6 separate regions of the Mus musculus genome follow, and all the other regions are linked to region 4. Evidence: chromatin contacts called from public Hi-C and promoter capture Hi-C data. All regions are on one chromosome and are shown on one strand. Each heading gives the region's core, a stretch centred on a gene start, on an enhancer-like site or on the middle of the called end of the contact. The rest is flanking DNA. Distances are from core to core; before and after follow the strand shown.

What was found. Promoter capture Hi-C pulls out the DNA fragments that hold promoters and counts their contacts. Hi-C and Micro-C count contacts between places; a contact is called where the count stands out from the background.
Region 1: a contact with region 4 is called in a promoter capture Hi-C map of trophoblast stem cells, with 3 times the contacts expected there. The contact joins the enhancer-like site here to the promoter of A230108P19Rik in region 4. A contact is called at or near these places in 8 of 39 promoter capture datasets (the HPC-7 cell line, HPC-7-derived erythroid cells, cranial neural crest and 5 more) and 2 of 9 other capture datasets (adipose tissue and liver).
Region 2: a promoter capture Hi-C map of liver shows a contact between it and region 4, with 2.0 times the contacts expected there. The contact joins the enhancer-like site here to the promoter of A230108P19Rik in region 4. A contact is called at or near these places in 9 of 39 promoter capture datasets (the C10 cell line, the HPC-7 cell line, embryonic stem cells and 5 more) and 1 of 9 other capture datasets (embryonic stem cells).
Region 3: a contact with region 4 is called in a Hi-C map of cortical neurons, with 3 times the contacts expected there. The contact joins the enhancer-like site here to the promoter of A230108P19Rik in region 4. A contact is called at or near these places in 9 of 39 promoter capture datasets (the C10 cell line, cranial neural crest, embryonic stem cells and 5 more), 3 of 484 Hi-C or Micro-C datasets (cortical neurons and growing oocytes) and 1 of 9 other capture datasets (adipose tissue).
Region 5: a promoter capture Hi-C map of hippocampal neurons shows a contact between it and region 4, with 2.5 times the contacts expected there. The contact joins the enhancer-like site here to the promoter of A230108P19Rik in region 4. A contact is called at or near these places in 11 of 39 promoter capture datasets (the C10 cell line, embryonic stem cells, hematopoietic stem and progenitor cells and 7 more), 1 of 484 Hi-C or Micro-C datasets (the G1E-ER4 cell line) and 1 of 9 other capture datasets (adipose tissue).
Region 6: a promoter capture Hi-C map of the HPC-7 cell line shows a contact between it and region 4, with 2.9 times the contacts expected there. The contact joins the enhancer-like site here to the promoter of A230108P19Rik in region 4. A contact is called at or near these places in 11 of 39 promoter capture datasets (the C10 cell line, the HPC-7 cell line, cranial neural crest and 8 more) and 1 of 115 datasets of contacts at active chromatin or transcription factors (bone marrow-derived macrophages).

What each region holds. Positions count from the first base shown.
Region 1 is chr2:6,505,033-6,509,803 of GRCm38.p6, reverse strand. No RefSeq gene overlaps it. Among named protein-coding and RNA genes, the nearest start is that of Gm52546, 29 kb to the right of the region's middle. Within about 2 kb of position 1,438, at least 13 of the 459 cell types and tissues checked have an H3K27ac peak or open chromatin away from gene starts, as enhancers often do. A contact at or near this core is called in trophoblast stem cells, where this site is marked.
Region 2 is chr2:6,644,100-6,648,425 of GRCm38.p6, reverse strand. The region is part of intron 3 of Celf2 (CUGBP, Elav-like family member 2); the gene reads left to right. Among named protein-coding and RNA genes, the nearest start is that of Gm52546, 170 kb to the right of the region's middle. Within about 2 kb of position 1,530, at least 8 of the 459 cell types and tissues checked have an H3K27ac peak or open chromatin away from gene starts, as enhancers often do. A contact at or near this core is called in liver, where this site is marked.
Region 3 is chr2:6,536,866-6,541,347 of GRCm38.p6, reverse strand. Celf2 (CUGBP, Elav-like family member 2) reads left to right here. Exons shown (of 14, transcript NM_001110228.1): 14 at 1-1,654. Among named protein-coding and RNA genes, the nearest start is that of Gm52546, 61 kb to the right of the region's middle. Within about 2 kb of position 2,662, at least 10 of the 459 cell types and tissues checked have an H3K27ac peak or open chromatin away from gene starts, as enhancers often do. A contact at or near this core is called in cortical neurons, where this site is marked.
Region 4 is chr2:6,191,372-6,196,307 of GRCm38.p6, reverse strand. A230108P19Rik (RIKEN cDNA A230108P19 gene) reads right to left here and starts at 3,057. Exons shown (of 7, transcript NR_040333.1): 1 at 2,987-3,057. It overlaps Echdc3 (enoyl Coenzyme A hydratase domain containing 3), which reads left to right. Exons shown (of 5, transcript NM_024208.4): 4 at 525-725.
Region 5 is chr2:6,591,503-6,596,407 of GRCm38.p6, reverse strand. The region is part of intron 8 of Celf2 (CUGBP, Elav-like family member 2); the gene reads left to right. Among named protein-coding and RNA genes, the nearest start is that of Gm52546, 120 kb to the right of the region's middle. Within about 2 kb of position 1,452, at least 94 of the 459 cell types and tissues checked have an H3K27ac peak or open chromatin away from gene starts, as enhancers often do. A contact at or near this core is called in adipose tissue, hippocampal neurons, second pharyngeal arch cranial neural crest and 1 more, where this site is marked.
Region 6 is chr2:6,692,764-6,697,631 of GRCm38.p6, reverse strand. All of the region lies in intron 2 of Celf2 (CUGBP, Elav-like family member 2), which reads left to right. Among named protein-coding and RNA genes, the nearest start is that of Celf2, 190 kb to the left of the region's middle. Within about 2 kb of position 2,036, at least 52 of the 459 cell types and tissues checked have an H3K27ac peak or open chromatin away from gene starts, as enhancers often do. A contact at or near this core is called in the HPC-7 cell line, bone marrow-derived macrophages, hematopoietic stem and progenitor cells and 1 more, where this site is marked.

The DNA of each region.
Region 1 (4,771 bases), core at 189-2,688, 320 kb before region 4:
GTAACCCTTAAACATTACCAAGTCCCGCTGCAGCAGGAGTACAACCTTGGCTATCTCTGGAACACAGCCTCTTTGTGCTTTAAGAAAACACTTCCCAGAAGATGTCACCTCAATGGTGCTGGTCTCTTCTTAATCACCACTAATTTTTTAGCTCCAGCTAACCAGCATCAATAGTCTCAGTAATGCAAAGGTTTCACTTTAGTAGTTCTGGTATCTTGTTAATCACAGCTGATTCTTCAGCCCCAGCTAACCAGAACCACAGAATCTTCCAAATCAAAATAGCAATGGCCCTAAAAAGTCTTTAATTTTCCCTCTGAAATTTCACAAGCCAGGCCTCCATCTTCTTCACTGTTTTCAACATTATCTTCCAAGCTCCTACACAACATCCCACAGAGCTCTTAGCACTGAATGGATCTTCTAGCCCAAAGTTCCAAAGTCCTTCCACAGTCCTCCCAAAACATGGTCAGGTTGTCACAGGAACACCCCACTATGCTGGTACCAATTTGTCTTAGTCGGGGTTTCTATTCCTGCACAAACATCATGATCAAGAAACAAGTTGGGGAGGAAAGGGTTTATTCAGCTTACACTTCCACATTGCTGTTCATCACCAAAGGAAGTCAGGACTGGATCTCAAGCAGGTCAAAGAGCAGGAGCTGATGCAGAGGCCATGGAGGGATGTTATTTACTGGCTTGCTTCCCTTGGCTTGCTCAGCTTGCTTTCATATAGAACCCAGGACTCCCAGCCCAGGGATGGCACCACCCACAAGGAACCCTTCCCCTTTGATCACTAATTGAGAAAATGCCTTACAGCTGGATCTCATGGAGGCATTTCCTCAACTGAAGCTCCTTTCTCTGTGATAACTCCAGCTTGTGTCAAGTTGACACAAAACTAGCTAGTACAGATCTTAACATACAAATTTGGAGAGTGTATGGTTTGCATCTGAATTGTCCTTCGCAGACACATGATTTAAGTGTTTGTCTCCCCACTGGAGACACTGTTCCTGGAGGTTGTAGAACCCCTAAGAGATAGTGGGTCGCTAGGGCAGATTTTTGATGGCTATACTCACCTCTAACTTCATCTTAGCTCTCTCTGCTCCCTGGTTTACCATAATGGAGGCAACCTCGACCACAAATTCCCTCTGCCATGAACCCCAACACAGTGGACAAAAACCTGAAACGAGTCAAAATACACTTCTCTTTCCTCAGGTTGCTCCTGTCAGGGGTTTGTGTTATGCAGACGTGAATAACACAAGCTTCTCTGACATTCAGCCACTAGCCATGCTTTATCTGGTAGCCTCACTCCACTGTTCAAAGATTAAGACTTGCTCCTTGTGTTGGATGGAAACTGTAACCAGTGATTCCCAGTCTAAGCTCTTCCTGAGAGTGCTCTAGGTCATGTAATATCACAGTTTTCAGGGGCCTTCGTGACTCACATGTAAGTCATGTACAGAGCCACTGCCTCTTTGAGCCTTGCCTCCAGGCCATGTTCAAACATCCCTCTGTGTCTTCTCACAAAACCTCCATGAGTTAGGACATACCAGGCCAATTTACAGAAAGCAAACAGAGGTTTTAGACAGTCAAGGATGTCTCAAATCCCCAAGGCTGCTCAATGCTTAATATGGAGCCTCCATCAGTCCTTGGGACCCTAGTAGCCCTGCTTGTGCTTTTCTGTCAATACAAACCCTAGACTCCACTGGGATCAGCCATCTTGGTTGGAAACAAGGGACAGACTACTTCAGGGAGGGTACACTTTCTTCATAGAGTATCATGGATTACATGTTTTTTAATTTTAAGGAGAATTTTAATTCATAGCAACCAAAATAAATAAATGGGGCTACAACATGCTAATAAAGTTGGGAATGGAACATCTATGAAGAGAGACACCATTTCTAAGCTCCCTGCCTGGACATGTGGCCTGCCAGGCTCTGCAGAGGTGACAATGCTCGGTGTACCAGATAAGAAAATGGGTTAAGAAAGGGACATCCTGTTGTCTGTGTTTACAGAGAGAGCACGCTTGCACTAGGCCAGGCTTAAAAAACGACCTTCCCAGTCCAGAGCCTGGCCCCCACCCTCACCTGTAGTTAACGTTATCATCTGAGGCTGTATTGTATCTGGAATAAATCTGATTCTGGAATGATTAAAAAAAAACCCACCCAAATAGATTATGACAGCAAAGATATTAGGGTAGAAAGTGACCTTAGGTGTCACCTGGGCTGCCCATGGCTATCAGCCATGTATATGTTAGAGTTAGCCAAGAGCTGTGAACACCCAGGGCCAGCCCTCTTTAGGACAGCTGGTCTAGGGTAGGGCTGAGAATCTGTTTTCTCAAAGCTCCTCACTAAGTGTTTGTAGGGTATGGCCACAGGACTGGTCCAACTGCCTCACTTTAGAGATGAGGAGCCCAACTGTGGGGCTTTAGAAGGATTTTCCTCTATCTGGAGTCATGCAGGGAGCAGACCAGAGAGCACAGCAGGCAGGGCAGTAGAAGCAGGAGGCTGCCTGCTCACAGGTGGGCGGATCAGCAAGCAGTACGGAATGAGCTCTGGTCTCCAGATGGTGGGGCTCGCTTCCCCTTTAATCAGACTCAAACCCAGACTGTGGGATGATGCCACATTCAGGTACCATCCTAGCTTCCTTAGAAACAACCCAAAGTGTACTGCATTAATGCCACAGGCATTTCCTAACCCCACCAAGCTGACCATGGAAATAAACCATCACACTCCAAGGTGCAAAATCCTGTGTGTGACCCTAGATAGACCTCAGATTCATTCAGTCTTGACTCTGTACTTACTGGTTGTGGGTTCCTTGACAAATCAGTGAACGTTTGCGTGATTTGTGTTCTTTCTGTACTAAGTGGGAATCATAGCAACACCAACTGTACATTTGAACTTATTTTGATCGAGTCATCCGAATCACGCCCTTACAGCTGGGAGCTGAATCCCTTGAGGAAATGGATATTAAGAAGAGCCGAAGCACTTGCTCAAGGTCACACAGCACGGTAGGGGCCGGTCTAGAACTGGATCACAGACTGGAGACTCTCATTTAGCCTATGGATTTCCCATAGATGCTGTTTGCCGGAGTACTCACATCCGCAGCATCTCTCAGGCCTGGCTGGCTCATTGTGTTGCTTTTAATGAGCCTGGAAAATCAACCCCTTGTTAGAACTCCTGTGGGGAGTACATGGAAGGGAGGAAACCACTCTCCCTGCAGCCTCCACAGTCAGCTGAGCCCCTGGAAGGAGACTAATGAAAACCATGAATCCTGGGCTGCACCAGGCATCAACAGCTGTGGGGGGTGGGTGGGGGTGAGATGGGTACAGAGGGAGAGGGAGAGAAGAGCTGATTTGCAAATGAGCACGAACTGCTTAGCTGTGGATTTAGTGTCCGAGGAGGGACCATCCGTCACTTTTATGGGAGAGATAATTGCTTAGGATCACCCAGAGCAGCAGACAGAGGCATTGCAGGAAACAGGTTTGGACAGGCCGTAGGGGGATGCCTCGAATCAGCAAGAAACTCCAGACAAAGACCACTGTCAGGTAGAAAGAGCTGACCCAACTGGCAGGAGTCTTTCTTCCTATGGTGTTGGCTCACACTGGTGTCACAGCGGCTCCCTCTGCTCCCTCCTTATAAGACCTAGCAGGTGGAGGACTAGAGGAAATCAATCAAGCCAACAGTACAGAGGTAGCCTGTGGAGTGCCAAAAGAACATGTCCCGAAACAGAAATCAAGACATGGCCATATTCGAGACCTCAGTCACCTTTCCCTTTCTCACTATTATTCATTATTAACTATCGATTAATTTGTTTTACAGCTTCATACAGTCTTATAGCGAATTCTGACTACACACACACACACACACACACACACACACACACACACACACACACACGATCTCTCTTCCTACCCTCCGGCAATCCCTGGCAAAACACCTTTTTAGTTTATGACCCACCCCCCAAATTGGGTTTAGCCCAATCTGGGTGTGGCCATGGGCATGGAAATGTCCCCTCCTGTAGAATTCATCCGTTCAGGAGGGAGGGGCGGGGTCCCATGAGCCCTTCCTCCTCCCGTGATTGGCTATAGACCGGTCTGGTCTTTTGCAGGCCTAGTGCAGGTTGCTCCGATCCTGTGAGTCCATGGCTGTAACGGCTGTGTCAGAGTATGGGGAGAGGGAAAGGGCGCACGTAGTGCGTTTGAGAAGAGGGAATACTGGAGTAGACATTTTTAAGCGAGGATAGGGTGAGGGAATAGGGAAGATGGGAACTCAAGGTGGGAAATAGCTAATTGGCTATGTCTGTCCTACAGAGTTAACCAAGCTCCAACTTTCTGAGTCCCATGGAAAACAGAGAGCAAGGCTCACCCAGGTAGGGCCAGGCGGGGCAGTTAGCAGTTCTAGGTAGGGCTAGCAGCTGCATACGCTGTTCCCTGGGCTTCCCGATAATGCCAGCTTGGAAAATGCCACCCACATTCCCACTCTGTTTCCTAAGGGACTAAGGGCAAGCCAACCATGGCTCTAGGATGTTCCTCTAACCGCAGAGATTTTAGGGAGACCAAGTAGATCGGGCTTGACATACCAGCCTGGGGCACTAAATTCTATCCCACTGGGATCCAGGGAACATTTGAGATTTTTGAGCATGGGGACATCTGGCCAGTTTAAGGATGGATGTAGGTAGGACCAGCAGGGAGGGAGAGTCAGGGACCTGTGTAGCCTCAAGGCAAGAGTTGAGGCCACAGCCCCTGGGAGCCTGCCAATCCAGCCTCTGCATCCTCATTAAG
Region 2 (4,326 bases), core at 281-2,780, 450 kb before region 4:
GATGTAGTTGCAGAACCTCAGCATAAGCACGTTTTTATCAGATGTTGCTTCTATATATATTTGTGTATGCAATTTCTGTTTTTCAGTGGCTTTCAAATTTTAAATAATTTAATAAAATAATACTAAATATTCCATCGATAAAAGTTATAGTTGGACCCTGGAGGAATGGTTCAACCGTAAAGAGCATTGGTCTCTCTACCAGAGAACCCAGGTTCGGTTTCCAGCACTGACATGGCAGGACACAGTTATCTATAACTGCAATTCCACATGATCCACAATCCTCTTCTGTCCTGCATAGGCACTGCACACATGTAGTATGTAGATACATATGCATGCAGAATACCAGTACATATAAAATAAAAAATGAAGCTAAAGAAAATAAAGAAAAAAGGTTTTAAAATAATAGTGCTTGTCTTTACTGTCCCGGGTACAGGGCCAAGAGTGCTATCTTATCTGCCTACCTACTAACTACCTACAAACCTATATCTGATAACATATAGATAATAAAATACTGATGATTTATTTTCTGTTTCTGGTTGCCTTTTCAACCAGACATCTGTTAAGATTAAGAGTGCCCCCAATGGAGGAGCTAGAGAAAGTATCCAAGGAGCTAAAGAGATCTGCAACCCTGTAGGTGCAACATTATGCACTAACCAGTACCCCGGAGCTCTTGACTCTAGCTGCATATGTATCAAAAGATGGCCTAGTCGGCCATCACTAGAAAGAGAGGCCCATTGGACGGGCAAACTTTATATGCCTCAGTACAGGGGAACGCCAGGGCCAAAAAGTGGGAGTGGGTGGGTAGGGAAGTGGGGGGGAGGGTATGGGGGACTTTTGGGATAGCATTGGAAATGTAATTGAGGAAAATACGTAATAAAAAATATTTAAAAAAAAAAGATTAAGAAAGCTAAAGTGATTATACCTAATAAATAATTTCAAATAACAAAATCATCAAATGAATATCTTTTATGACCTTGTCCAACTAGATGCAAGTAAAAAGTATACTTATCCTAGATGATAGGTTCCATTACCCCCAGCTTAGACCTGAAACCTTATAGTACTGAACCCTGTTTATAGCTCTTTCTTGCAAACATACTTTTAAATGCATAGAGTATAATATCGGTATTCCAGACAAACGTTTCAGCATGAAGCTCAGAATGACATGGTATTTAAAACTTACAAGTTACTTCTGGAAATTCCCATGTAATTTTTCAGGGCTTTATTTAACTATGGAAAGCGAAACCTCAGACTACCGCTTACTGTATAACCTAGAAAACAACTGTCATTTAATTGAGGTTTAGCTCCTGTCTTTCTAACTCATTGCCAGGATATGACTTAGGAACTATTATTTATAAGCTATCATTTAAGTAGGTACATGAACTCTTGTCTGGATTTTGATTAATTTGGGGGATTTTGTTTGTTTGGGTGTGGTGTGTGTGTGTGTGTGTGTGTGTGTGTGTGTGTGTAGCTCATAGAAAGTAACTATGACCACAGCTCCTCAAAAAAGTCCTCCCAAGTACCACTGAATCACTTGCTCAGGAATCTGTCTTAAAGTGTCTTTAAGTCATTTCTGAGTCACAGTTGTCCCAATGTGAAACCTTCCTAGGTCGTTAACCAAAATTAAGTATCTATGCAGAAAATAAAAGTCAAAATCTCAGCAAATCTTATAGCTAATTAAAATAGGTTTCTCTTTGTTTCACTTTCTTATGTGGGCCAACAGAGGAAGAAAAAAATATATGGAGTAGAGAAAGTAGGCTAAATCTAATGATAGTCACAGTGTAGGAGCTTATATTAGCCAGCCTCCCTACATTATAGATGAAGAACCTGGAACCCGAAAGGTCAGCTGAGAGTGTGCTAATATAACAACCAAGTATTGCTCAAAAAGGGCAACAAAGCAGGTCATGTCCTCATCGTCTGCCTGTGAAGTTATGCCAGACACAGTGTTTAGAGACTCAGAAATTCAGAGTCCAAATTACCAGTGTATTCATTCAGGCCGTTGGTGTTTTGTTTGTTCATTTTTATTTCTGAGTAAAACCTAAAGAACTCAGCAGCAGCAGCAGCAGCATCTCTCTGGCAATTTATCTAAAATGATCATGAGGCAGATGAGTTTAAAACAAATTAAAGAAGAAAATGAAAGCAACCCATAATACTCAACTCTGTCTGTAACTGCAACTAGAGCAGTGATTCCCAATTTCATCTGTAAGGTAAGACTTTGGGAATCTTGGAAATATTTTTAAATTATATATGCAAAGCTTTACCATGGGTAGAATAAATAAGACTCTTTTGTAGATAGGAGCCGAGCATCCATGTTTTTAAAGCTTCCCAAAGGGTTCCAGTGTTGGGTAAGTTTCAGACTGCCAGTTCAAGTAGACAGCATCAGCTCCAAGGACTGGGCATTGATGAACAAACATAGCGTTGACCTTTTTCTGTCACTGAGGTTTAAAGGCAGAGCCTGGCCCCAGCAAGCTCAATAGTCTACCAACCATGGCAGTTAAAGAGACGAGTGATACTATAGTGAGAAGCAGACACTGGAGACTTAATGAGAATTCTTTGAGAAGAGAAACGTGTAACAGCCCAGTCTCATAGAGAGCTTCTGGCAGAGGGTTAGAGATGTGCATAACTAAATTGTCTTGGCCCCTCTCGGCCCTGGTTCTGTAGGGGGCTTCCAGAAACTCCTTAGTTCTTGAAGGGACAAGTTGTTGCTCAGATGATTATTCATGCTTAAGGCGCAGCTCTACCATCGTAATTGCGTAGGGTTTGTCCTGTGAGGATCTGCTGTTCCTGAAATCCATGGTAACTGCAGGGTTAGGAACATTTAGCTGAAGACATTTAGGCACATTTTGGAGATCAGGAATATGATGGACATTGTAGTATACTCACAATAAGAAGTCTCAGTCACTCTTACCTTTGTGACTTTAGCTTTGAAGAAGAATGAGGTCAGTTAAATACTGTAGCTTTCAATCGATGTACCTTGACAGGTTAACGGGTATATTAATTACCTCCTTGTTGAGACCAAATTCCTAATAAAAGCAATTTGAGGACGGAAAGGTTTATTTGGGCTCACAGTTCAAGAATACAGTACATTGTGCAGGAGAAGGATGACAGCAAGAGTATGAGGCAGCTGGTCACACTGCATCCACAGCTGGGACAGGGAGAGGAGAGTGCTGATGCTCAGCTCCCTTCCTCCTAAGTGCAGCATCCCACCCCTTGAGTGGTACCCTCAACACTTAGTATGGACCTTCCCACCACAAACCCAGTCATGCGGCTCCCACAGACATCCCCAGTTGTTTGGCTCCTAGCTTATTCTAGATCCTGTCAATTTAACAATGGTGACTACTAGAGCATGCCCCAATGCATGTAAAGGTAAGCAGATACAATGTACAGTAAAAACAGAGATGCTATGATTTCATCCCATTTTTAGTGATTTTTAGATCCAACTGAGGAGCCAGTTCTTTTTAATAGGCAGTTTCTCCATCCCTTCCTGTGATTCATCAGGCTTCACCTCAGTGGGCTCTCATTGCTGATTGTCTTCCTCCAAGTATAACATGATCTTGCTAGTTCAAGGTGTGCTCTGCAAACTGTCAGCAGTAACAGCATTTAAGACTGGGTAAGAAATGAGGCTCTCGGGCTCACTTGAGACCTATGAATAAGTGAACCCCTAGTTCTTATCACACATACACACAGATAGATTGTTTTGTGTTTCTTCATTTTATGTGACACTCATTTCACAGTGCTTCTTGTCTATAGGATGAAATATCATTGTGTATACAGGACACACTTTTCAGAAGTTAAATTAAGTTATAGGTCATACATATAGTAAGATTTCAGAGGTACTTTTTGATAGGACTGAGTGTCACTAGAGCTGTATTCCTGGGTCTCTCTCATAGTAAACATGAGGCAAGTCTGAATATACATAAAGATGTACCTTTCGCAATTGCTGAATTGCTACACACATTCATCTGACAACTAAAAAGAAGCAAATCTACTATGGCACCAAAGACTCATTGGTGACATTTTCCCCCAGATGTTCAAAAAGAAATTAAGGTAATCCGACCACCTAGGAAAAGAAGTAAATAGATATACGAGGGAGTCTCGAGGTTTCTGGATCTTTTTTCTGAGTAACTATTTTCTGCTCTCATTGGTACTTAAATTTGCTGGGTAAATCTTTGAATGGGACTACATGGAGTTGATTCATCCAAGACTATACTACGGAGATTAGTGGAACTGGTGTTATTCCAAGCAGTTTTCCTTTGTTTTATTCCTGGCCAGAATAAATGAATCCTAAGGCATGAAGAGCAATTTTCTGCCCACAATGAGTTAATCAGT
Region 3 (4,482 bases), core at 1,413-3,912, 350 kb before region 4:
GGCAGCTAAAAACCATTAAGCTTAGGTGTGTGCTGCACTGATCAATGGGTATGTATAGAAGTGCATTTCTATTCGCTCATCAATTTAATCCAGGAGTAGCTTCAATTATTACCACTCACAGAAGTGGGAAGACTTCCAGGTATTCAATGAGGGAGGTGGGGAGAATTCTGCTCAAGTCCTTGCTGTCTGTTTACAAAGGGGAGCTCAGAATGCCATAGGTCCATTGTCGTCCCCCCTCCCCCTCCCCCCCCCCCACCGCAGTAGACACAGGATAGGAAGGAGATGTGCTCTCACTGTACCCAACCCCTGATCAGAGAAGAACTGCCCCACTGCCCATGCTGTGACAAGCCCTCCCCGCTCTACTGTCTACTTGCTCAGGAGTCTGGCTGCCCTCAAAGAGTATTTCCCATGGCTATCTGCTCCCTTCTCTTCTCGCCCGTGCCAGGACACCTGAGCTGGTGTCAGCGAAAGCTCTGGCTGCCCACCCTCTGGTTTCAGCTGGCCCCTCAGGCCCCTTTCTTCAGTCAGGTCAACAACCATGGGCCTACCAAACAGAAGAAAGGTGGCTCTTTCCCTAGGCCAAACCTCTCACTGGGCATGAGGTTCCGAGCCCTGCTCCTACTCTGACAAAAGCTGATTCCTAGTGACACCTGTGCTGGCTTTCTCAGGGCGGGGCCTGCTTGCTCAGTTGCCTCTGAAAGGCCACTGCTTCACTAGTGAGGGAAGACCAAAGTGTGGTTTCTTTTTCTTTTCTGGAGGAATGGGCGGCATCAGGGAGGGAAGGCCTGGGAAAGAGGATGGTAAAATTTGTTCCAAGATGTGTTTCTTTTTGAAATCCTAATATGACCACCATTCAGCACAGGGCATGATGTTCGCGCACTGAAAGACAAACTGGGCTTTTCTACCGAAGACACAAAGGCTCGGTCCTGTAAGCACTTGTGACTATAAAGTCAGCCGCTGCTTAAATTCACACTCAGCGTTTATTTTTTGTGTAACTCCCACCATGGTTGTGAGCAGGTCTGCCCATGCACAGGCCACCATGAGAAGCCAGACAACTGTCAGCATTCACTGGCTGATGGAAGCCATATGCCTGCCAGGCCGAAGCAATGGGGTGTGATCTGCAGGCTCGTAGCTAGCAGGCTAGGCAATGCAGTGAACACAAGCGGACCATGCATCGTTCCTGATAAGTGAATAAAACACTGTGGCCAGACAATCAGCTTATTCACTTATCAGGAATCGACTGTTCTACTAATTCACTGGTTTTGTTTTTCATTCTGTTGTAGTTCACTATTTTTGCTGTGTTCTGTTTTTTTTTCCTCTCATGCTTGGGCAAATTCACTGGAGATATTACCTTCATGTGACCATGAACCGTTTCTATCGAGTGAAAATGGTATCTTAACAAAATCTATGCACTTGCTATCAGGAACACAATACTGGATGTGTCTTATATATATTGAACTATATAGTACTCGATTTCTTAAATAAAGCTTAAGAAAGGATTTGTGTGCAAAGTGAATGTGATTCTTTCTCAAAGCAGTGTCTTTAAGGGGTATTGTTCATTTAAGTCTTCAATGATATAGGATATTTTTCATTAAAATTATAGCATTGTCTTTATGAATTAATATTCAATAAATGGACTTTGGAAACAAAAAAAGTGAAGGGGGAAGTTCTTCTGAGTACATTTTAGCAAGGGCCTGGAGACCTGTCTTTTTGGTGGCTGTGGCTAAACTCTAGCCAAGTGCTGTGTGCAACAAAGCAAAACAAACAAACAAAAAAACACAATCCTTTCACCTCCCAAGACCACTAGAAAGTACCTATCTGCATCCTAGCCTAGAAAGCCCACTGCCTTCTGAATGTGTAATCTCCTTGGGCTCTGAAGAAAGGGACAATAGAGGGATGCAGGCCACTAATGGCAGCGTGTGGGTCAGATGAGGTGACACTAAAGCCATTTTCTGTGGAGGACATGAGCAGTTCTATTCTGGACGACAGAATGAGGAACAGCAGAGCAAGCGTTTGATCATTCTGGGTGAGATGGTAAGATTTCAAAGTCACTCCTTGCGAGAGGGAGCAGGCCTGAGTTTGCAGGCTTTCCAGGAAGGCCTGCTGCTTGGCCCTTTGAGAGGATTTTGACTTTTTCTACAGGCTTGCAGTTTGAAAAAAATGGCATTTCTATTGGATCTCTCCACCTTGGAGCATTTTAAGTTAAATTTGTTTCACTTTCTTGCATATGAGTCTAAGAAAAACTAAATATCTGCCTGCACAATGGCACAGGCATCTATCTAATCCTTTATGAAACAGATCTTACCCTTTATGGGGAACAGAAACTCTTCTTCCATTCTCTGTCTCTTCCCACCTCAAATTTCCAATTTCTAAACCTGTAACACACCCCAAAACTGAATGCTTGTTGTCAGAGGCCAGGGTCAGGTACATGTTGTCAAATCAAGGGAGGGGCTTGATAACCTCCCCTTGGTGGCACCGTGCTGTCTAAAAGAGGTAACATTGAAAACATTGGTGTGCTGGATCTGGGCTCAGCCATTAAGAGCTGGCCATTCTTTTAAGACCATGTCCAAGGCCATAGGCAGGAGAGCTGTAAGCCTCAGCAGCACAAGAGACATGCAAGCTAGCACATTCCCCTCTCAGTAGGTCAGCAACCCGGAGTCTGGAGTGTTCCAGGCCTGGGAATTCAGGGTGCAACAGTTGTCTCTGAGTTGATCAGTGCCAGGAGCTGCTTCATGGGGAACAATGACATTTTCTTTAGCCTTACTGATGGTCACTAAACCAGCCTGGTATCAGCTTCTCCTTGATGCTTCAGAGGGATATGTTTAAGACAAAAATGTGTGTCTATAAACAGAACACACACAGGCACTGTGTCCTGTAATGAGTCACCTTAGCTTAAGTCCCACATAAGGATCTCCAAGTGTGGATTTGCTGGAGAGCCCAGTTTGAATGCCAGCTCTCTCACTAATTACTGTTGTAGCCTGTGTGTGTTTTAATTTCACCATTAACATAACAAGGTGAAACTACCTAGTATATGTGAGCACACTCAAAACAGTTGGATTTCAACATAACTGTTCAGTAAGACTCAATGAATGAATAAATAGCAGCACAGTCAAAGCTTGGCACTCTGCTTGCTGTCCTCTCAGGCATGCCTAGAGCCTCTCAAGGCTCTCCCTGGGTTTCATGGGTAACTCAGTCATGGCTGGCTAGAATCTACAGTCTTTTCATCTGAAAAGACTGTACTACCAAGTCCTAGAACAGATATTTCCCCTTCCTAAGAAATTGTCCAAAGGTGACAACTGTCCCCATGAAGCCAGCAGGCTGCTTAGGACCTGAGACAGCAAATTAACACATTATTCTCACACCAAGCTCCTCCCAGCTCTTCCAGTTTGTAGCCAACACGGAAAAGACAAGGTCACCTGTAGGTCTGCCTCTCAGGGACTTGCAGATTCTAGACCTTTCCAAGGCAAATTGATATCTTTAGCAACAACCAGGCTAGGTTTGTGTGTGATCGTGCTGGGGAGAGCAAAGGTGGGTCTCAGAAGTACAGAGAGAGCTGAGTGGAGTGCGCGCTATGTCATCCTAATTAACCAAAAATGCTCTGTTTCTGTTGTTTTACTGAGCACCATGTCATGTTTCATTTAGAAAGCCAATTTTGTTAGTCAAAGCACACATAAGTTACTGCTTGGCCACAGAGTAACTGACAGCAGCTTTTCACTACACGTGGAGCCTCCTTCATCTCCCTGTAAAACTTGGTAATACAGCACAGCATCTGCTAGTCACCAGGTACTGAGCACATGTGCGTGCCTGTCTCCCGGCAAGATGCATGCTCTCTAAGGGAAGGGACCAGCTCTTATCCTCCCTGTATCAGTGCCTCATACAGAGCCTGGTGATCATGGAGGCAGGGAAAGAGGATGGGTCAGAGGGCAGACAGGATGGATGCAGGAATGTGGCCAATGATTTGACTGGGATGATAGCAAAGCATTCTTTGTTAGATGGGAAATAACCCAGGAAATTCATAGAGAAAGAGGTCTGACTGGAATGGGTTGAGGATGATAGAAATTAAAAGCCTCATAGCAAAAGTCAGGAACCACTTTGGGAGGCCTAAGACAGAAGTGATAATGAGGAAGAATAATTGTGCTTGTGAGCCCCAAATATGCAGGAAGAAACTTCCCTCTGAGTCCTTAGGCACTGAGTCCTCAATGGCAGGATATGCCTGTAAATGGTTCAAATCCACCTTGGTTCTACTGCAGATCTCTTTTAAGTGATTTTTTTCATCCTTTCAGGGAAGTTTTCTACCCAGGGATACTCCTCAATTTTCTAACAGTTAAGCCAGAGGAGCTGTAAAACTGAATACAATACTAGAAAACTATGAATGGAAGCAGCTGGTTGTAAGGCCCTTCTGAGAAACAGTTCCTCTGATTCTTCTTGTGTTCTTGTTGGTCATGGCAAGCTGGAGTCTATAGCTGGCTGGACTCCACCAGC
Region 4 (4,936 bases), core at 1,808-4,307:
TCTCCCCTCCCCATTTAATGGAACTGAGAGAGTTTGCTTTGCAGCGTGGTAATTTGAGAAGTAATTACTAGGGAAATTGCCTTCGAGTCCCCTTCCCACCTTAATTTTCCAAGGAAGCACCAATGCCAATTTCAGACTTTTAACAGAAAGGTTGTCCCGAGATGCAGAGAACTGACAGTTGTGAAGGAGTTCCCACAGTTCTCCATCGGGGCGCTGGGGAGGCAGGAGCCGGCTGCTTAAACTCTGCTCCCACCCACTTGCCATCATGTTCTGGCCCTAGGTAAATGACTCACCCCCGCCCCCATGTCCTTGTTCCTTAATAGGGTCTTTCCTCATGGGAACCAGTTGTGAACCGGACTCCACAGCCTGCTTCATGGAAGATGTAATGCAAGTTGGTGGTTTTATGCTTAGATTCTGATGAGCTAATTCATGAGAAAGGTGTTCTGAGAAGTCAGTCAGGTCATGTGACAGGTGGTTGGCACCTCGTGCTGCATGGAAGTGAAGTGGCTATATCTGTCCTGCAGGTCATGATGCTGATCCGGAACCACCCGGTCCCCATCCTTGCCATGGTCAATGGCTTGGCCACAGCTGCAGGCTGCCAGCTCGTGGCCAGCTGTGATATTGCTGTGGCAAGTGACAAGTCTTCTTTTGCAACTCCTGGAGTGAATGTTGGACTTTTCTGCTCCACCCCCGCGGTCGCCCTGGGGAGAGCAGTGCCCAGAAAGGTAATTGAACTGCCCTTCCGTGCTCATGGGTTCCAGATTTAGCTTGGGAAAAGTACCTCTGTGGGGGTGGGGAGATGCTTGCCAAACAAGCATGAAGACCTGAGTTCAATCCCCAGAACCTACATAAAAAGCCAGGTGGAGTGGTGCACTCCTGCAATCCTGATGCTGGGAAGGCAGATATAGCTGGATACCTGGAGCTGGCTGGTTGGCCAGGCAAGGCTACTCAGTGAATCTAGGCCAGTGAGAGATCCTGTTCCCCCAACCCCCTCCCCCATACAAACAAGATACATAGCACCTGAGAAACAATACCAGAAATTAGCCTCTGGCTTACACACATACACACACACACACCTACCACAGTATCTTCCATCTTCTATATTGGACATTCTGCCCAAAACCACTAGTGTCCTTCTGTGCTGGGGAGAGCAGCACTCACTGCCTGTTCCTCTGTAGCATCAAACAGCACGTGTCAACCTGTGAACTCGCCATATCTCAATCTTACAAGCCCCTCAATATGACAGTTTAGGTTTTTCCTTTTCAGAAAAGCATGGCCTTTGTGTAATCTCATTTGAAAATGCAATTGAAACAGTTTTGTTCCACCAAATGGCTGCCCAGGAGACACAGTGCACAGCGCGCTGACACAGCGCCAGTGACAAGGGGCTGAGGCTGAATCTCTGGCTAGTGATTTCTTGACAACCATTCTCATTCCAGAAAGGAGTTACAGTGTCTGATTTACAGTGCTGGGCTTACAGTGGTTAGACCAGAACTAGCCTGTCCATACTGTGGGACTCTGCACAAGGAGCAGCTGTGTGTCGGAGCTGTCTTGTCATCACTAATGACAATCAAGTCTGTTTCCCCTTGTAAAGCTGTCTTCCGTCCAAAACCTCACAGAATAGCGTTCAGTGGGCATCCATGAAGCGGAAAACCACAGTGTCTGTTCTGGGAGGAAGACATCCTGTTCTCAGTGGGAAATCTGGAAACGAAGGCGCAAACCTATATATGCAGCGAGCAAGGAGAACAGGCTATCTGGTCTTGAAACAACTGCCAAACTTAACAGTGGCTCACAGGCCTGAGGCAAGAAAGAAGTGAGACCTGAAGGGAAAACAGCAGTAGAGCCAAGGGGTGCCTGGGAGAATTTTGCCCTTCCCCAGGTCCTCCTGGTTAGTTTTGGCAGAAACGGGTGCACCTATGAAGATACTGCAGTTTACTACAAACCAGTATGCGGACACCAGGCTGGAAGTGGGCTACAAGCTGCAAGAGGTGAGGGTTTGCTCAAGCATCTTTCAAAGGGGAGGTGCTTGCTTATTATTTTAGATAGATATTTGCCTTAAGTGCAGCCATGTTTAGTGAATATTTCTTATATCATTGCCTGGACTTCAAGTCAAAATAGATTACAAATCTCCTGTGATACTCAAGGACTGTCTTGTAACTGCAGATGAAACCATGAAGCCTTTCATAGCAAGAAGTTGCTATACTGGTTCATCCTCTTTCCAACACATGACTTGCTGGAAGGTTCCATGGTAAAGGCATTTAAGTCCTATTGACAGGGTAAAAAATAGCAAGCCTTCTAAATTAAGGCTTATCAGAATTCCTAGAAACTTCAGACTGTCAAACTTTACAATTGTTTTTGAAAAGAAAGAGGAGAAATGTAACCAAAATATCCCTTGAATTCCATGGAAGCCCAGTTCTCGGAACCACATTGCGTAATCTGCACAGTGTGACAGATGAAGGGGCAAGGGCATCGTGAGAACCAGAATCGCTTTTTCCCTGCCAAAGAACGTTTTGTCAGGAAGCAGGCCTTCTCAAACGACAACAGTCTGTCCTGGGGGTGGGGAAGGCAGCTCCATCAGCAAATTCCAGCTGCACAAGCAGGAGGCCCTGAGTTCCATCTGCAGAGCACACTCATCAAAGCCAGGCCTCGCGGTGCACACTTGTCATCTCAGAGCTGAGGAGGCCAAAACGGGAGGATCCCCGAAGCTCTGGGACCAGCCAGTCTAAGTAATCAGCAACTTCTACCCACTGAAAGACATCCTGTAGATGCCTTTCAAAAAACAAGGTAGACAGCTCCTGGCAAACACCACCCAAGGTTGACTTCTGACCTCTAAATACACGTGCACACGTGCACCCAGTCCAATATGTGCATGCACACTTATGAGCGCGCGCGCGCGCGCGCACACACACACACACTCAGAATTATAGTTTCTCTTCATATTCTGGCCCCCCAGAAGAAGAGTGAACTCAAGCACACACTGTGAACGTACCATTGCATCTGCTGGTGATAATAGGTCCCTGTGTTTATCCGCAGAGAAGCAGGCAGGTGCTTTTGCAAACTGGCCTGGATGGACGTCTCAGTCCTTTCCTACTTAGGTGTTAGGACAACATGTGTTGGACTCTACTTCCCTCTGCTGGGCACTCTAGGAAAATGTTCTGCTGTGCTGGAAAGTTAAAGACTGCAGTTCTTCTACTGGGCAAAAGCCATGGAGTTGAGCATACTGTGTCAAGGCATGATTATTCATCTTATTTTTAAAGTCGTTCCCTTGAATTCAACCATGCATCTTCATTGTGCTATATAAAAGCCCTGCCTCCAGATGTTCTCTTCCCGAGGCCGGGCTGGCCATGCACAGCTAAGAGCCAGCACATCAGGCGTCCCATAAGTATATCAGTAAGTATTCCAGGAAAGCTAGAAAGGACTCGAGTCTCCTTCCAACACCAGTCCCTTCACCACGGGGAAAATCCTTGCTTCCGCTTACCTACCCACCTGGCTGTGTGTTTGCACACCCTTATCTCCCACAAGTCTAACTCAGAGTTCGATCCTCACCCATACCACAACTCCCACAGAGACTCGGACATGACTCATATCGACTATTTAACAGTGAGTTGCATGCCTAACATAATTTAGAAAATGCAGCTTAAAAGCACCCATGCATGCTAGCAACTTTTCCTAGTTTCCCGGCGAGATGAGGGCAGTGATCTGGTGTGTGTAACCTGTGCACACCTGGTGGGTGTGCACCGTATCCAACCCTCCCCCACTCATTCCTCTTTCTCCCTGCATCTCCTCAAGCTGCAGTCCACAGTCTCAAGAAGACAGACACCATTACTACAGCCTGAATGTGTTGTTCCCTGAGTTCATATGTTGCAGTGCAATCATCAAAGTGACAGCTGTTGGAGGTGGGGCCTTGGGATGTGATGTTGGGTCAAGAGTAGAACCTCATGATGGGACTAGAGTCTGTGGGAAAGGGGTGTCAGGTCCCATGTGAGGACACAGTGATACATCAGTCTCTGAACCTGGAGTCAGCTTTCTCCCTGGACACTAAATCTGCTGATGCCTTGAACCTGGGCTTCCCAACCTCCAGAGCATGAGATCTTCCTGCTTCTCAGCCACACAGTTTATGGCCTTTTGTTCTTACAGTCTGGATAAACCAAGGCATGGGGCCCACCCAAAAGATAAGCAGAGAGGCCCCAGGATGCTGCAGCACACAGCCATCACATCTGTGTGGTCCCCTCTGCTTTGCTGATCCGCTCAGGTGCTGTGAAGCCTTGAAGCCAGTGTCAGAGTCACAGAAGTATCCAGTAGGAGTGAGGATGTTAATATTAGTCACTCCACTCACTGGCATCTACCGAGAATTCCGTTATCTCGGATTAATCTGTTATCTGGAATAATCACCAGGGCGTGGAGAATGCAGGTACCCATTCGTCTGTCCAGAGGACGGATCAGACTCTGAAGGGTCAGTTGGTTTGACTCTGGTGTCTGTCTCCAAACCTCTCCTTTCTAGAAGATTGTCTGACAACCAGGTTAAGTCACAGCCTCAAATCTTAATTGTCATTTTGAATGAATGTCCCCCTAGAGTAAAGAACTACTGACTTACCAACTTCTTAGGGTGACCAAAGAGGTGCCGCCCTGAATGGCAGTATGGGGCCATTAGCATAGAGGTGAAGGTATCTTTTCTTCTAGTTCATCTGAAGATCCTGTAAACTCACAGTGTAAAAACGTAGATACTAAGATATGACTGTGCTGATTAGCTGGGAAAACAACCTGCCTTTTCCTTACTGAATGTCACCCTCTAACCTCATGCTGTAAAAACATGTGGCTCCAGTAGGCAGAAAGGGAAACTGAAGCCTAGAGAGGGGATGAGCTTGGCAGGATGGCTTAGGATCCCAAAGGCAGGGGTAGAATGTCTTCTGGCCTTTGATCTTGTTCCGCACACGTCATC
Region 5 (4,905 bases), core at 203-2,702, 400 kb before region 4:
TTTGAGATTTGGCAAGTGTGGGATCTGCATCTTCCTAAGAGTGCATACCTGAGGTGAAGGAGAAAGAACAAGGACCAGGTAGCCTTTGGTCTTTAACTTCTGCATGGCTACGGTAGCAGCACCTTAGAAGATTGTTTAATGAGAAAAGAGGAACACTTCACATTTGCATTTAACTTAGATCCTTAGAAAATCACAGTTCCAAGAGTATAAAAGGCAAAATCACCTCTTTAGTATGCTGCAATCAAAAAAGGTTAAATGTTATGTTGAGACCACAGCCAGCACCATTAAATGGACTGGTATGAATTAGGATACAAACCTCCCCAAACCACTTTATGATTATGTGACTTTTAGCATGCCATTTGAAAAGGGGTGAGAAGGGCCAGCAAACTTAATACAAATCACTGAGCTGGATATGGATCCGTATTTCAAGCCCAGTTAACCTGGTCCAAAACCTGCTCTGTCTGCAGTGTGACCCAGCCAGGTCAGGTATGTTTGTATAACCTCAAACTCCAGTGATGTACCTACCCAGATGGCCTAATGGCAAATCACAAATCCCAGCTGAAAGTAGAGCCCCACAGCTACTAAAGAACTAGCTGCTCAGAGAAAACAAGAAACTGCCTCCTTTCATTCTGGAAAGTGTTTCCAATTTACTGCGTATGTCAAACAAGAATATTTTCTAGAACAAGAAGGGTTTTTGTTTTATGACCATTGATGGTTTGCCTGCATGTGTGTCTATGTGAGGGTGTCAGATCCCTTGGAACTAGAGTTACAGACTGTTGTGAACTGCCACCTGGGTGCTGGGAATTGAACCCAGGTCCTCTGGAAGAGCAGCCTGTGCTCTTAACCACTGAGCCATCTCTCCAGCCATTTTTTTTTATTTTAAAAGACAGGGCCTTACCCAGGCTAGCCTCCAACTCAGTATTTGACCAAAAATGACCTTGAACTCGTGGCCCTCCTGCTTCAACCCTCTGAAATCCTAGGATTATAGGTATGTACTACCACAACCAGTTTCTGTGGTGCTGGATGCAGAACCCAGGGCTTTGCTTAGGACAGACAAGCACTCTACCAGCTGAACTACATCCTATCCCCAGAATCAAACATTCCTAAGAAATCATTAGGAGCTGAAGCTGTAGGTGAAGAGGAATTAGCTACTGAGGAATAGTGCAACTGCTGGAGTTTGAATTTGGTTAAGTTGACTAATTGCCTTCTAAATATCTGCTCCAAATTTTGAAAGTAATAATAAATTATTAATTGAAACAGTTGCTTAAGACAACAAGATGCTTCTTTTGTGAATTAAAAACAGTCTCTGAGAAGATTGTCTGAGAGTGTCTTTCACAAATAGAGAAGAGGGTTTGCAAAACCAGTGTCTGGGCAGTCAGAGAAGCTCCAGTTGGAGCAGCTCCCAGCATGAAGTGTGCTCATGGCCCACAGAGGCCCTGCGTTCTTCCCTGAGTCTCCAGCAGTCCACAGCACAGACACTTCCTGTGAATGTGCTAATAGGCCTTATGAGAGAGCTCTGTAACCACCCATCTGTCACTTTTTAACAGACCTGATTGGCAAGCACTTGTAACAACTGACATCTGTTCTCACTTATTGATATGCAGATTTATGGTAATTGCTATGAACAATAAGACACAAAATTACCTAAGGTGAACATTAAATTAAATTTTGATGCCCTTCTCCTTATAAATAATTTTTTTAATCTTAAATTTCAAGTAGGAATTTTGTGCATCTGTTTTGTACATAATTTTCTCATTTTGGAGGATTTTTTCCTTCTTAAGTAATGACTGAAAACGTAAATCTCCTTACTCCCACATTTTTTCTTTTGTTGTCATCATAGTGACTCACTTTTAGGTTTCCTAAAACTTAAGTGTTTCGCATGTTTAGTTACCTTTCTGCCCTGGGTTTGAGAGGTGCCCAGCTGAGCACAAGTTAAATGTGGCCATTTTTCTTCTCAGAAAAGCTGTTTGCCAAGCAGGAGCCAGCTTCTAAGAAGGATGACAGGCGCCTTCCAGTCTGGTGCCCTTTCATGGCGAAAGAGAAAGTCTGAGTGGAGGTGGGAGAAGAGCCTACTGCAGGCAGGGGCTGAGAAAGAAGGAAAGGCAGGGAGCACTCCTCACCACAGGAAGGAGTGAAAGAAACCACAAGTGTGGATTCCAAATGACTGGAAGCCAAGACTGCCTGTGGAGCCCAGGGAAAGTCAGACAGAGTCAGTAGAGGGAGGAGAGATCCTCCAGTTCCAGAGAACACCTGTGGGTGGGAGCAGCTGAAGGCAGCTAAGGTAAAGCTAAGTTAATCTCTGCTCGGGGAGTCTGGTGAGGGTGGGCAGCGCCTGCTTTCCTTACATGGAACCCTTACCTTCTCTCCGACCTCTGACCCTAGAGGACTCATAATGACGACGTGTCTCATTTTGAGTGAGAACGCCCTGGCCAGGTACCAGCTTGTGGCAGAAAGAGCCCAGACCTGTCACCAGGGCTGTGCTGTTGTCAGTGAAGGGTTGAAAAGTACCATGCCCAGTAAGTTTCCCAAGCTCCTTCTAATCACCTAGGATCACACCCGTTATAAACCGAATACAAGATGTCGGGAGCTTTTAGACCGCAGACTGATGTGCGACGGCCACAGAGAGGGATGGCCAGAAGAGGCGTCTGACCTGTGTCAGACTGGGTCGAGGGAGAAGGCACTGTGCCCTGTGCTCACCTACCAAGCATCCTCCTGTTCAGCTGGTAACACAGCCACAGGAAGATGAAGGGAGCTTCTCTCAGGCCTCAGGGCTGTGGCACTGCCTAGCTTCAATCTCTGTTGAGTCCACTATTCAGCTATACCTGTGGGAACATGAGCACAGGCTCTCTGGCTTCTGTGTGTGTGTGTGTGTGTGTGTGTGTGTGTGTGTGTGTGTGTGTGTGAGTCTGTGTGTGTGTGAGTCTGTGTGTGTGTGTGTGTGTGTGTGTGTGTGTGTGTGTTTACACTGAAAAAGAGGATCCTTTTCTTTTCCTACTATTCCTTAGTTCCAGTTTCTTCTTGGTTTCTCATATCATATAATTTACTGCCCCATCTGTAGAAATTTCATTCAATTTTTTCCCCCAGAACTTTGGTCTTTTTCAGTTATCTTGGTAAGTCCAAGGTTATATACAACTTTCTGGGATCCTTTACAGAAAAAGAAAGTTTCACACATAACAAGCACACTTTTTTTTCCATAAAGCTTAGGAGGTTCCTGGACTGCCTGAACCCCATCAGTGGACTTTGAGCTACGTGGGAGAAAGGATAAAGGCTTTAGTTTTGAGAAAGAGCCATAGTGACCCATCAGTTCACTGAGGCAACTATAGCCAGTTATCTGTTTTGTCTGAGATGAGTAGAAGAAGAGGGGAAGATGGGTATAAAGAGATGAAATTAAGAAATGAAACACTGATTCAGAAAGATGATGGAGCACAGGGTTTGAAATGGTCCCTGGTCCACTTAGTCCTAAGCAAGATTACCCTGAGTTTCAGGTACTGAGTTTAAGACCTGACATTTCCACCAAACAGGACTTGCATTAGGTCATAAAGGCCAGATGACTCACTGGACAGCTTTAGTTGTCTTAGATTGTATTGGAGGCTAACAAGACCACTGCAGTAACCATTAGGAACAGGGAAGTTCTGTTCCCAGCCATATTTTCTTTTGAAATTTTATGTTGTACATTTGTCCCTTCTCTTTCTCCCTGCTCCTTCTAAAGTCTTATGAGATACAGTTTAGTCAAGTAAATGGGAACTACAGCAGAAGGAAGAAAAGGCAAAAGAGCCCTAGGTGAGGACCAGGACAGAGAGGACAAATGGAAAGGCTGGACTGGCAGGAGGGAGACACATATATAAAGAAGAAAGCACAGGATGCTCTCAGATTTCCTAGGACTGCACCTTCCAGAAGTGGCTTCTAAGGACTAGGTATGGTGTTTTGACCTTTGCATACTTCAGAACCCTGTCTGTGACCTATTCAGCAGTAGTGCTGCATATACCATATGGTTTTGTTATGAATCCTGAGACCACATGTAAAGCAAAGAAAGGCGTGCTGGTCCCTGCTTTGCCCTCATTCTCACAGTCTTTACTTGAGATAATATTGCTGTTGCTAGCTGAAGTTAAGAGAACTTACTCAAGGCCAAGACAATTGAAAGGTCACCAGATATTTGACAAATGGCCTTTACTGTTCTTACAAAGAAACCTGGAGCTTGTGGCTTTGTGACAAAGCATTGGCAGGACCTCAGCACCCCAAAAGGTGTTGGGGCTAGGTGGCAAGAAGAAGCTGTTCCTCCCCCCTTCTGGCACTAGCTGTGCACAAGCCAGAAGTTCTCACTGTGAGGTTGGTTGCATAGGCATCCTTTGTTTCCTTTACAAAATGTTAGCAAGGTAATAGCCATTAACTCTTGTCAGGCAAATACAGTGGGGCAGACCCAGTTTTCAGTGCTGCTTCTGCCTCACAGCCAGTGCCCATCACTGCAGAGCCTTATTGGAACTTCAACTCAGACCCTGCTGAACAAGGCCACTCCCGAAAAGCTTGTGATCCCTGGGCCTCAGCTTCCTCACAGCTTGAAGCAGACATATTTCAAAGAGTCTGCACTTGGACTTACCAGCTGCCATGTCCCTGCTTTCTAATCCATGCTGTTTGGTTGTCCTCTGAGCTGGGGTGGCCGTACAGCACAAGCTAGATGTTCTGCTGGGTTCTAAGGCTACATTCAAGAACCACATTGAACCAGATTACAGGGGGGGGGGGGGGGGGAGAGAGAGAGAGAGAGAGAGAGAGAGAGAGAGAGAGAGAGAGAAAGAGACGAAGGAGAGAGAGAAAGAGAGAAAGAAGAAGGAGGAGGAGAACTTACTATTTGAACCCAGCTCTACCCAAGGTCACATTCTTTGGTCTTTACACATATTGATTTCTCAGAAA
Region 6 (4,868 bases), core at 787-3,286, 500 kb before region 4:
GGATTTATAGTCTCCCTCTACATCCTCTGTCAGTTTCCCTTCTTAGGAATCTGACAACACAGAGAATTTCTCTAGATTGTTGCAGTTTGCCCAGAAGAGCCAATTAGTAGTGAGGGACTGTCACCTGCTTTTCTCTAGCTTTTCATCAGTGTTAAGGAGCCAGCTGTCCCACCTGTGCAGCTGTGCAGCCCCTCGGGCTGGAGTCTTGTCAGACTCCTACTCACTAAGTAGTAGTTAGTCACACCTGAGATGCGGCTTCTCCAGTGTAATCGCACCCACTCCAGCAAGTGGTGCTGAGGAAACCTGCCTCTAGAATTCCTGTCTGGCTTTGACCCTGTGAGGTTGGGAGTTGGAGAAAGCAATGCAGTCACTGGGAAGCAGCAGCAACTCCCCTCCCTTCACTCTAGAAGTGATTAGATGCCCTCGAGAAGCACAGATGCTTTAGAGTCCCGGGAAGCCATTTCTCATGTACTAGCACCCTTCTGACAAAAATGTGCCACTATGGAACTGACCATTTGAGGGGAGGCTGAGCTGTCAATTGCTACCTTGTCCTAGATTGTACAAGAGCTGCTTTCCATGGAAATCAGTACTTTACTCTTTCACCTCCCTCGTAACCTCTGCCCCATGACCAGCTGTCATAACCTAACAGTTGAAAAGGAGTCAAGGACCTTGAGATGGACCAAGGCAGTATCATCCCACCCTGTGGCCTGCAGTTGTGTGGCCCACCCTCTCACAGATTGCTCATCACAAATTTAATATGAAATGCAAATTAGATGTGTGAGGCAGAAGGTTTCAAAACTTCCTGTACTTTAGAATCACCTAGAGGAGTTTAAAACAAAGACCCTGGCATTGACCTTCATAGATTCTGATTTATTTCCTCTACAGAAGGACTCAGGTGCATCTGAAGGTTTTCAGGTGATTCTAATTTACAGCTAGAGTTGAGCAGTAATAGGTAGAGAAAGGAATGCTTGGCTACAAAAGAACAGTGTTTTCTGGACATACTAGGGCAGTTGTACATGTAGATTCACAGCAGTTGAGACAGCTTATACAAGGCCTGTGCCAGCTCAGGCCAGACAACAGTCTAGTATAGAAAGGGAAGTTGGATACGACATTACATGCAACTCAGGTATTATTGCCAGTTCATAACTGCTAAAGAAGAGTCAGCAATCCATGGCCCCTGATTGGTTGACTACCCACAAGTGAAACAACTCCTAAATGAAACATCTAAGAAGATACAGACTATAAACAGCACACACTTGATGGGGGAGGGAGGGTCCATGGGGAGAGGGAGAGAGAACAAGGAAGGGAAGAGAACACAAAATAGGGTGAGGAGAGAGAAAGGACTAGATCTTGGAGGACTCCATTGGGAGAGAGTGAATATGATGAAAAGCATTGTACAAAATTCTCAAAGTACTAAAAATGAGAAATGGGTGCTTGACTGTATTTAGTTTGATGTGGCTGTCACTACATGTTCCATTCCTCTTCTCACAAAGGTATTATAATCATTGATGACTTCTTTTCCCTACCATTGTTACCTCAGTTCATATTTAGTGAGAATTCACCAGCTCAGTTTCACAGGCTTGAAAGCAGACAGCCACCAATCCTCAGCCTTTCCATGGCTTCCAGGAATAGCTCTGTAGGAGATATTCCTGTCCCTGGTAGAAAGAAGGAGGCTTTTAAGAACTATTCCTCTACCCCCAGTTACTAGCAGGCTGTAATTTCTTCTTGGTTGGAAAACCTTTAAGAGCTCCTTCAGAGAGAAAGATGCCAGATATAAGTCTGGGTGGGGGTGGAGTAGGGTTAATGGATGAGATAGTTTCAGTATTAACAGCTCTGTGTGTGTAGGAACTCACACCATGTGACGAGGACAACTCAAAAGTTTCACAGAGTCAAGATAAGTGCAGCAGTTATATTTAAATGAGTACAGAGGAAAATTTCACCACAAACTGCGCTAACTAAAAAGGCTCTCTACAACAGGAGATAGATGAGTTAATGGTGAGTTCTGTATGCTACTGTTCCTCCAATTCTGTCTAAGCTAATGCAGTCATCAGCCAAGGATTCCTGTTTATGTCATGTGTAAGAGGGAGGAAATGGAGTGAGTCAACCCTGGCTCCTGGGTCTTTTTTTTTAGTATAATAGATGAGACCTCTTGGGGATCCTCAGTAGGTTTCACTGTAGGAAAATAATCGTGTAGTCAACTAGAAGAATGTAAACTTTCCAGACGTTAATTTTCTGAAATGTTTTGTTAATGGGGTTTATTCCCAACAAATTCTAAAACATGTCTTTCATTTAGAACTAGACAAAGAGTGAGTCTTCAGAAGCTTTGGAGGAACACTAACCATCTCGCTTATAAGCAAGAACTAAGATTCTCACAGGTCACATAGTGCTCATAGCTAGGAATCTCATGTATCAGGACTTAATTTCATGAACTCTTGGTCTTAAAATATTCACTTTGGTACTTTTTTTGTTTTATAATTTTCATTTGGGTTTTTTGTTTTGTTTACTAAGTTGTTAGAAATAAAATTTTATTGGGTTTCCATTTTTAGGGGAAAAGTAGATTTGGAAAATTTAGTTTTGCTCAATAACCAAAATACAGGTTTGTGAGTGTACATTGATCTCACCCAGTAGAAGAAATCAGTCCTTTGTCTGCCAGTGTCTTAAAACATGTAGGACCAAAATATTACCACTGAATGTTAAGAATAGTAAAGCAAACTACATACAGAGAAGATAACCCGGTCTTTAAGAAGACTCCTAATAGGCTCACCATTATTATTAGTAAAGATCAGTGCATGTTAATATATCAGCTATTTTATTGTAACAGCAGGTAATAAATTGTAACAGACATTTAGGAGTTTCTCAATGTGTGAATTGAGCTTCTGAATATGGAAGAAGGAGACAGTGGTCTCAGACAATAGAGAACTCAACTCTATTTTTAAGTGCTGTCTGTTTCATGGGAAGTAGCTAACCTCTATAATTTCTAAATCCATCTGGATTATCAAGATACACTGATTGCTCTTTGATAAACTATAGTCTCAAAGGCATGGAAGTAAACTTGTACTTGACTAGCCCATACTCAGGATTAAATTTTTAATGAGCCTTTTTTAAGCATCCTATGGTATTAGTGCCAGTTCATTATAATAGGAATAATAGAGCCATTCCTTGCACAGGTAAGCTTTTGAAGTACCCTTTTAGAAACAGAGATCTATGGTATCATTGTCAGTATTCAACTGTGAACTCAAGCTCACATCTTATCTGCTTCTAGATGCCACAGTATTTCTTTCTGTTAAAACAAACTAATGCCACAGAGGGTGCTTTTACTGTCCTTTTCCTAGAATATCCCCTAAAGTGCTTCCTGGGGGTAGTCATTGACTTTGGCTCATTTTTTTGTGCAGTAGATAGCAGAAACACACGAGCCGTCATGGAGAAGACTTTGTGTACAGTGGGTCATCCAGAAGACAATGAGTACAGTTTGGTATTTGCTGACTCCTACTTTTTTAACTTCACTATAAGTCATGAACTCCGTAAACCTTGGCTAGGTTCCATTTTTTATCCTTCAGTATTTTATTCACTAGTTATCATAGGTAAGCTGCCACACCTATCTGTCCCAAAAGCAATACCTGTAGAAAGGAGTGTCACTAATAGAAAGACAGAGAAGAAATAAGTTGTGCTAAAGTTTAGGTGGGATCTGACTGGAATAACAGAAATTAACTTATCATCATCTTGTACCATAAACCAAGCTCTGTTGGCAGACCTGGACACCTAAGCTGCATGCTTCCTGAAGAAGGAGGGAAGGGATGGCAGCTGGGCACTGATCACCAGCCTAGCAGTGTTTCCATGATTGGCATAGGTGTCCTGCTCGCCGCTTATCTTCTGGTACCTTGATCCACACTGCTTTCCATCACAGCAGTGCCAAAGCGAGGGTGGAGAACAGCCTATGATTAACCCAAGTGGAAAGCATAATGGCTTTTTGAACGTCTTCATTCACAAATGGTGTCACACGAAGTGCTAATACTCTTTCTTGAACATTGCAATATAGTCTTTATACGCTGCCTTTGTTCATATCTCGGATGAAAGAACAGCTCACAGGGAAAAAAATAGTCCCTCGAGGATGATTTTATCATTTATATTGCCTATAGTTTGGATTCATAATTCGAATACTTTCATTAGTTGGCACCTGTGTATTATCATCTGTCTGTGGGCATGTAATTGAGAGCATTTAGAGCAGTCACCCAGCAGTAGCCCTGGGAAGCACAGGAGAATTGTCGACCCCTTCTCAGGAGGACAAAAATGAAGCATGTGAAGAAACCTGTTGAAAACTGCTGAGCTTCCACTATTACCATAGGTTTTCTGCCTAGAGAGTTTGGATGCTCAGTTAATAAAACCTTACATTTGAAGGGAATCCACCTGCAACTGGGGCATTTTCACACCATTCTGGCCCAGAGAGAAGACAGACTAAGCTTTAGTACCCTCGTTTCTCACAGGAAAGGAATCTCTAGTCTAAAGGCATCTGTGATTAGACTCGTCTATGAGAAGTGGCACTAAGGCCTCAATACCTCTGAGGCCTACTCCTCTCTTACACCTGGGTGGCTGTGGAACTCTTACCCTAATACACAAAACCCTTGGGAATAAAAAGGCTACTTAAGGTAGCTTTCATTTTAACTCAAATTTCAGTTCCCATAAAATAAACAGATTCTATGGTAGCAAATAGAGCCTTATCAAATGTCACAGGGGAAAGAAAGCAGTCATTTTCTCTGCTCTCAGAATACAGTACAGTCATCAGGTGTTCTAATACCTCTAATGAAAGCAGTGGCCACCACATTCACTGGTCAGCTCTCAGTGAAGTACTTTTATTTTAAACAATGCACTGT